Regions from separate parts of the Sus scrofa genome. Here region 1 is linked to region 2. A link is a contact called in public Hi-C data. All regions are on one chromosome and are shown on one strand. The core of a region is the stretch at or near the end of the contact, and the rest is flanking DNA. Distances in the headings are between cores, read along the strand shown. Region 1 overlaps PIK3R5 (phosphoinositide-3-kinase regulatory subunit 5). Region 2 holds the start of MFSD6L (major facilitator superfamily domain-containing protein 6-like).

Region 1 (4,393 bases), core at 961-3,460, 83 kb before region 2:
CCCCTCCCCACCCCACCCCACCCCCACCCAAGGCTGTGCCTACCCTTCCCACCCAGGGCCTGCGGAGGCCTCATGGCCCGAGACCCCAGTTCCCACGGACTTCCTAGAACCCAGGCCCCCAGAGACAGGGGCAGGGAGCCGCTGCTCAGGGACCCCAGAAAGGAGGAAAGCTAAGAGACAGCCAACGGCTGGGAGTGTTGGCATCAGGGTACCAGGTGGGTCAGGCTCTATCACACGGGAGTTGCCGGTCCCTGCAGAGGCCGGAAGAGGAACTCGGCCTGCTCTCCTGCAGGGACTGGGATGCAGCTAAGGCTGCCCCTCCCCTGCCACGTTAGCACTGGGGACTCTGTGGCATCGTGGCGCTTAGGGGAAAACATCAGGCGAACCGGGACACTGTTCTTGCTGCCACCTCACGGATGCCCAGGCCCCCCCCTGGCGTGTCCTCAGCGTGACATTCTGCAAGGGTGTCATTAAGGTGGTACCCATGCTCGGTGACACTGGTGGTGATTGTCACACATCCTATGTCTTCATAGTCGGCTGTCTTGTGCAGAAAGGCCATTTCTGGTCATGACTTTGACAAAGGGGGAAAGTGAGGGATAGATTTGGAGTTCGGGGTTAGCATATACACACTATTTGTATATAAAATAAACACCAAGGTTCTACTGTATAGCACAGGGAACGATCCGCAATATCTTGTAATAACCTCAAATGGAAAAGAATCTGAAAAAGAAGAGGTGTGTATATATATATGTATTTGTGCGTATAACTGAGTCACTTTGCTTTATACCTGCAGCTAACACATTGTAAATCAACTATGCTTCAATCAAAATAAAATGATTGGGGGAGTTCCTGTTGTGGTTCAGTGGTAATGAACCCAGCTAGTAGCCCTGAGGATGCAGGTTCAATCTCTGGCCCTGCTCAGTGGTTTAAGGATCCAGAATTGCCATGAGCTGTGGTATAGGTTGCAGACGTGGCTCGGATCTGGTGGCTGTGGCCGTGGCTGTGGCGTAGGCCAGCAGCTGTGACTTTGATTAGACCCCTAGCCTGGAACCTCCATATGCCGTGGGTTCAGCCCTAAAAAATAAAATTAAATTAAATTAAAATTAGAAAAAGACAAAAAATAAGATAAAATAGGTAAAATAAATTTTATTTTATTGTTTTTTTATTTTTTATTTTTTTTATCTTTTTGCCTTTTCTTTTTTTTTTTTTTTTTTTTTTTTTTGGTTTTTTTGCCATTTCTTGGGCCACTCCTGTGGCATATAGAGGTTCCCAGGCTAGGGGTCGAATTGGAGCTGTAGCTGCTGGCCTACACCAGAGCCACAACAACGCGGGATCTGAGCTGCATCTGCAGCCTACACCACAGCTCACAGCAACGCTGGATCCTTAACCCATTGAGCGAGGCCAGGGATCTAACCCGCCACCTCGCAGTTCCTAGTTGGATTCGTTAACAACTGAGCCACGACAGGAACTCCTAAAATAAATTCTAAAAATTAAGAAGGGAAGGTCATGTTGGTAAACAAGGCTCCACTGGGAAGGGTTCAGGTGGCTTTTGAACTTCGTGTGGCCACCTGCCACCGGCCCCCACCGGCCATGACCTTGCCTGTATGAGGCGGCCCTTTCGATTTGCTACAAGTTAGTACCTGACACCGAATCACCTAGGCATGTGTTTCTTCAGCCCCTTGGGGCGGCCTTGATCTAGAAAGAAATCCAGTCGCAGAAAGCTGTTCCCACCTGCTGAGGTGCCCAGGGCAGGGGGTGAAGGTCAAAGGGAGAAGCGCCCATCCTCCCCGTCCCGCTGCTCCCAGAGAAATGCAGGATCATTATCAAGACAAGCCAGGGAGGGGGGTTGATGGGTGTCTTTGGGAGAGGGGTCGAGAGTTTCATCTGAGGCTCTAGGATCCACTTGGGAACTGCTGGAATCTGGGCCTGGCCTGCGTCAACAGGGGCAGAAGTGGGAGTAGTGACGGGTCAGCGGGGTGTAGGTTACAATTAAATGCATAACATGGTAAAAGGAAAGTGAGGACGGGCCAGAAGAAGGCTTTGCTATGTATTTGTCTGGGACTTGGGGGCAGGGGGGCTGGGGGGCCTGGGCGGGCGGGGTACCAACTCCTCCAGTACTTTGTTGGGGGTTCAAGGGGCAATGAGGAGGCTTGTCTCTGTCATGCCTGTGAGTGGCCACCAGGTGGTGTCGTGAGTCCTGATAGTCACCAATGTTTCCGGGGCTTTCCAGTCAAAATCGGCATAACATTAACATCTAAACACGTGATCATTACCTACAAGACACAGCAAACAGAAGGCCCCACATCAAAGCAATTTGATCCAAAGTTGGAAGAGCATCCACTGGGGCTTTTCAGCCATTTGCAAGTCATGGCCCTTCTGTTTGCAGCGGTCTGTAACCGCAGACTGGGCTTTGTGCTTCCCTGAGGAGCTGGCCTTCCCGCCCCCAGCCCACACCCAGTTCACAGCCAGCAGGGCCCCCGTGAAGATGTCCAAGCCCTGCCAGGGAGGCTGCCTGCCCCCCTGAATCCCAGCCCCATCAGCGAGGCGAGGGAACTGCTGTCTGATGTCTTCACCGCCAGTGACACAGAACTGAATCCATACTGCGAAGGGTCTCTTTTCCAGCTACAGAACTGCATCTGGGTGCAGGAAAAAAGGGAAAACTTGGGTTCGTTCCTTCTCAGCACATTGGCAGCAGAGGAGATGAGAGGTGGATGAGGCCAGAGGGGAAGGCTGGGCGGGGGTCTGCGGGGCGGGGGGCTCAGCCTTAGGGAGGGACAAGGTGGCACAACTGAGATCCCCTGAGGGTGTGTGGGAGGCGAGACGGGGATGCTGAGGGGTGGGGGGGCTGGCTGGTGCCGGGGCTGAGCTGAGGGGTGCCTGACACCAGGAAGGGGCCACGGTGACAGGAACCAGGACCAGCTAGACAGCAGGAGACACGACCGCTTCAAGGCCCTGCCCTCCTCCCAGGGTGCCTGGCCCCACCATCTCTGAAGTGTGAAGCTTTGCGGGGCAGGTGGAGCCGAGCTGGGGCCTGGGAGTCAGACTCCCAGCTCTAATCTGCCCCTAGTTTTGATCCTCATTCCAAACCCCCGCCCTGATTCTCCAGTGCTGGGCTCCTGCCAGGCGCAGGGCCATGGCTGCCGAAGGAGCAGATACACCTGTAACCTGTTTCTTTTTGTTTGTCTTTTTGTGGCCACAGGAATCTCCTACCAGCGACTGGTGAGGGCGGAGCAGGGCCTGTCCACAAGGAGTCACCGCAGCTCCACCGTGTGAGTGCTCTTGGGGAGGGAGGAATGGGGGTGTGTGCGAGATATTTGGGGCATCAGCTCATTTTTCTGGGCTAAGGATCTTCCATCAGATTCCTAAATGAGTCTGAGACTTAAAAAAAAAAAAAAAAAGTTAAAACCACCTGCCTTGATTGTGCCAAGTACTGAGGACGCATTACCTAACTTAACCCCAACTTTTCAGATGAGGCAACTGAGGATCAGAGAGGCCAAGCAACTTCCCCCAGGTCACACATCTAGTAAATGTCTGAGCCAGGATTTGAACCTTAGGCTTACTCAAAAGCCCGGGATTTTTCCATAATATCTTTCTGCCTGTTTTCCAAACTGTTTTGACCAGGACCTACAATTTAAAAAATGCATTTCATGTAATTGTATACATGTAAGGATAACTTGATCCCCTTGTTGTACAGTGGGAAAATTTTTAAAAAATGCATTTTACATGAAAGCCTGGCATACACACACGCACACGCACACAGATGAGACAAGTTTCAGGAAGTGAAACTCACCCTCTCCCAAGGATGAGCTCTGACCTATCCTGGTCTATTTCATTTAAAAGGCTGTTCTAGGGAGTTCCCCAGTGGCTCAGTGGGTTAAGGATCTGGCATTGCTGCTGCTGTGGCATAGGTTTGACCCTTGGCCCTGGAACTTCCACCTGATGTGGGCATAGCCCCCCCCAAAAAAAGCAATTCTGGTTGTGACTCCAGGAATTGATTTCGTTACCCATTCCTGGGTCCCTGCTTGCGTTTGGAACAGCATTAGAGAGGAAGCCTCCATTCTGAGGCCCTGCTGCAGGCCTCCAAGCACGTGGGGGCCCAGAGACCACAGCTCGGAAGCTCTGGTCACCCCAGCTCCTCCACTTCCTCAGCCCCAGGAACTCACAGCACATTCACTGAGCAAACATTTGTGGAGTTTCATCTTAGTAAAGACAAGCTAAAGAGCCAGGGGTAGATTTTGAGAGAAACAAAAAGAGCATAAAAAATGTCTCGTGATGTTGCTTTGGTAGGTAAGTGGGACCCCACTAGGGGCTGAGGCGGGTGGATGGAGGGTGACGCCAACACCTTTGTGGCGCTTCCTGAGCCCCAGGCACCGTTGAAACTATTCCTCCATCA
Region 2 (3,922 bases), core at 440-2,939:
CGGCCCCCAGACAGTCACACCAACCGCCGGACCAATGCCCAGTCCCCCTGGGCGGCTTCCAGCCGGTCCTAGAAGCCAGCAGGTGCCTAGAGCGAGGGCAGCGGGCCGCGGGGGTGTGATGGAGCAAGGCCCGAACAAAGCCCGGGCAGGCCCTGGCCAAGCTGCACCAAAGCCCAGCTCCTCGCACCCAGCTTCATCCTTTGTGGATTTCTCATTTCCTGCCTCTCCCGCTGTCTTCTCCCACTCAGGCTCCCTGCCCGGCCCTTAAAGCCAAGGTGAGAGCTGCTGTCCTGGCCAGGGCCCGGCGGCCTGGGGGACACAGGAAGCAGGCAGGGGCCGCCATCCCTCCTCCCTCAGGCCACTGCCCACCTTACCTGCTCCCAGGCGGCCATCTCTTCTGGCTGAGACAGAAATGTCAGATTCAATAAATACACACTAAAGTGTTTCTGCCTTCATCTAATATCATCCATACTTGCATTTTAGTAGAGAGCAGAGGCATTCCTCAGTCCAACTGCATGAAACTGCTTAGGCCAGGTAAAATCTTCAAGAAATATTTACTGGTGTGTTCTGTCCACCTGCCCAGCCCTCTTGGTCACTTGAGGGCCTCCTGACCAGCTCTGTCCCAAACGGAGGTGGGAATGCAGGTTAGTTTCAGAAGAGCCAGAGATTAAAATGCGGGAGTTCCCCTTGTGGCTCAGTGGGTTAAGAACCCAACTAGTATCCATGATGATGCAGGTTCAGTCCCTGGCCTCACTCAGTGGTTTAAAGATCTGGCATTGCTGTGAGCCATGGTGTAGGTTGTGGATGTGGCTTAGATCTGGTGTTGCTGTGGCTGTGGTCTAGGCCGGCAGCTGTAGCTCCAATTCGACCCCTAGCCTGGGAACCTCCATATGCCGCAGGGGTGGCCCTAAAAAGAATAAAAAAGAAAAAGGAAAGATACCAAATTTCTTGGTTTTTGAGTTCAGCCACTTACATCCGGGTATAAGCCCATCCCTGTCCCCTGGGCAGTCGCAGGGGATGGTGGCGGTGGGGTGGACAAGTCCCTTCCAAGTTCGGAGTGGCAGGATGAAGAGTTAGGCTCTTCACTTGTGGCTTCATTGCCCCGGGAGTCGGGGCAGGTCTCTGATCACATTCTCAGAGCCAGGGGACAGCGGAAGGCATGGAACCCACATCCTCATGGATGCTAGTCGGATTCGTTACCACCAGGCCATGCCGGGATCTCCAGATGACCAGGTTCTTGAAATAAACATTTGCAGAGTTTACCAGCTGACAGAGTTAGGGGAAAGCTCCTGGCCTCCTCCCCCAACAACCTCTCCATCAGCTCACACAAAAAAGCATGTTGTAGATCAAGTTTGGCTGCGCATTCAGACATGTGTTGGCAAGCAGCCCTTCTCCTCCCCCAGCCCCAGCCCCAGCCCCAGCCAGATGAGATGCTCCACACCAACCTGGCTGCAAAGTTCACTGAACACAGTTGGCTGGACCTTGGGCCGTCTTGGAGTAAAGGCTACCATTCCAAAGGGTTTAGACTGCTGGAATCTCTAGATTCTTCTTCTTTTTTTTAATGGCTGCACTGGCAGCATATGGAAGTTTCCAGGCTGGAGGTGGAAGCGGAGCTGCAGCTGCCAGCCTACATCACAGCCATAGCAACGCTGGATCCAAGCCACATCTGCGACCTACACGGCAGCGTGCGGCATCGAGGGATCCTTAACCCAGTGAGCGAGGTCAGGGATCCAACCTGCATCCTCGTGGACATTATGTTGGCTTCTTAACCTGTTGAGCCACAGCAGGAACTTCTGGGTTCCTATGCCCTGTTCACCAAGGGTGAAAACACCTCCGAATTTTTAGTAACAACCCATGCGACTTGGAGACCACCAGCTTCACCGGTGCAATTTTGCCAGTATCCCTTTGGCTCCTTAATGAATCCACTTCTGCTGATTTTCAGATTATTAACATGCTTGTATTCCCTGCCTCTGGAGGGTGGCTTTGGGATGTTAGCTAACCCGCTGTGGTCTGTGTGTACCCAAAATGGACAACTAAGCACTCTTCGGTGTCCCCTAAACAATCTAGTACATGCATAATGTTAGGGGGAGGCTGGGAGGACTGCTTGGCGGAGCTGCCACCTCAAGACTGACCTCAGTCCCTCTCTAGGGATCATCTGCCTTAAAGAAAACTGTGTCACCTAAGGTCATGCCTCTTCCAGAGGCAGCTCAGTTCCCATCAAACAGTTCTAGAGCCTGGGGACAAAAATAGCACTTTGATCCTGATGGCGGCAGGCAGTTAACAAGAGAGACCGTGAAACAGAAACCGGTAGTGTGTTTGACAGCAACGCGGTCCTAGGGAGAAAAATTAGCCGGGCAGGGGGCCCGGTGGGCTGGGGGTGCGAATCTGGGGAAGGGGCGGGATTTGTCAGTGAGGGTGGACACTGAGGGAAATGGGGTTTGGTTCTTGACCAGCGGGGCATGTGAGTGAAGATGTGAGGAATGTGAAAACGGGGCTAACGCCATGAACGCTATTCCCTCTCCCTCCCACCCAAGTTGAGGTCAGGGATCTAACCCAGCTTGGTGGGCAACGCCCGGCCCAGGGAGGGGGCGGCCTGGAGCGCCCCCTGCAGGCCACAGTCCGCGACCCTCGCGCACATCCGGCAGGTGCGGCCAGGAGGCCCGGGGACGTGGCAGGTGCGGCCCGCAGGTGCGCGGGCCCCGCCCCTAGGTGCGGAGTCCTCCGGGCGGGGCCACTTCCGGGCCGGTGGCCGGACGTGGGGGCGGGGGCGGCCGTTGACCCGGTGACCGCGGCGCCGCCGGAGGCTGGAGGCGCCCTGCGGCTCGGTCCCCGCTCGGAGCCCCCCTCCCGGGGACATGACGCCGCGCCCGCCCCGCGCCCCGCCGCGCCCTCCGCCCGCCCGGGTCTGACGGAGCCGGGCAGCCATGAGCGCCAACCCCCAATGGGACATCAGCAGGGCGCTGTGGGTGGCCAGGCTCTTCCACCTGGTGTGTGGGGTCCGGGATGCCTGCGTGACCCCGTTCCTGACCCTCTACCTGCGGCAGCTGGGCTTGGCCGCGCCCTGGGTGGGCATCCTAATGGGAACCAAGCATCTGATCGCCACCTTCTGGGCTCCATTCTGTGCCTTCCTGGCCAAAAGCTACCAGAAACGGAGGGTGCTTCTGATAGGCTCGCTGCTCGGCTCGGTGGGAGCCAGCCTGTTGATGGTCCTGGTGCCGCCCTTGGACAGAGACCGCCCCTGTAATGGAAGCCACAGCGTGACCGTGACGGTCCTGCCACCGGGGGTCGCACTAACCGTGAACGTCACCTCGACCCCGGAGCCAGCCTCCAACCGCCCCGCCGGGGGGCCCAGGCGCCCAGCCCAGAGGGTACTGGGGTCGCAGGAGCCGATGGTTTCAGAGGAAGACCTGGGGAGAGTGGCCGAGAATCTGTCAGTCACCTGCCTGGCTACTCTCTGGGCTCCGTCCACGGGGCCAGGACCACATCGGGCGTTCTCCATCCTACCTCTTCAGGGGTGACAGGTACTCCTGGGGCAGCTGCTTTCAGCGTGGTCAGTACTGCTGTCCCTTTGCACGCTGGGGGTACAGCGCTGGCAAGTCCAGCCAACCAGTCTGCAGCCAAGGGGAATGCCCAGGCCCTTGACCTCTCCTTGGAAGGGTTGCGGTGGACTTTCCTCCTCTCCCTGGGCTCCCTGGTGTTCTGGGAGCTGCTGAGCGCCCCTCTGGAGCAGGTGGCAGATGACAGCCTTTATGAATACCTGGACTTCGTGGATGCCACTGACCGCTACAGAAGCCTGTGGTTATGGAGGCTGCTGGGCACGTCAGTGGGAGTGTGTGGCATTGCAGCCTTGGTGGGAAAGCTGGACTGCCTCTTGGTGACAAAGGGCCCCCGGGGTGTGGTGCATTTCTACGGCTACGCACTG

The links. A called contact is a pair of places that touch in the nucleus more often than the background predicts.
Region 1: a Hi-C map of retroperitoneal adipose tissue shows a contact between it and region 2, with 2.1 times the contacts expected there. The contact joins the enhancer-like site here to the promoter of MFSD6L in region 2. A contact is called at or near these places in 5 of 47 Hi-C or Micro-C datasets (brain, embryonic fibroblasts, heart right ventricle and 2 more) and 1 of 2 datasets of contacts at active chromatin or transcription factors (alveolar macrophages).

What each region holds. Positions count from the first base shown.
Region 1 is chr12:53,990,713-53,995,105 of Sscrofa11.1, reverse strand. It overlaps PIK3R5 (phosphoinositide-3-kinase regulatory subunit 5), which reads left to right. Exons shown (of 19, transcript NM_213851.1): 6 at 3,200-3,269. Among named protein-coding and RNA genes, the nearest start is that of PIK3R6, 22 kb to the right of the region's middle. Within about 2 kb of position 2,210, at least 6 of the 83 cell types and tissues checked have an H3K27ac peak or open chromatin away from gene starts, as enhancers often do. A contact at or near this core is called in alveolar macrophages and retroperitoneal adipose tissue, where this site is marked.
Region 2 is chr12:53,907,532-53,911,453 of Sscrofa11.1, reverse strand. MFSD6L (major facilitator superfamily domain-containing protein 6-like) reads left to right here and starts at 1,689. Exons shown (of 2, transcript XM_005674644.3): 1 at 1,689-3,362; 2 at 3,365-3,922. The coding sequence starts at 2,925. It overlaps PIK3R6 (phosphoinositide 3-kinase regulatory subunit 6), which reads left to right. Exons shown (of 21, transcript XM_021067869.1): 21 at 1-455.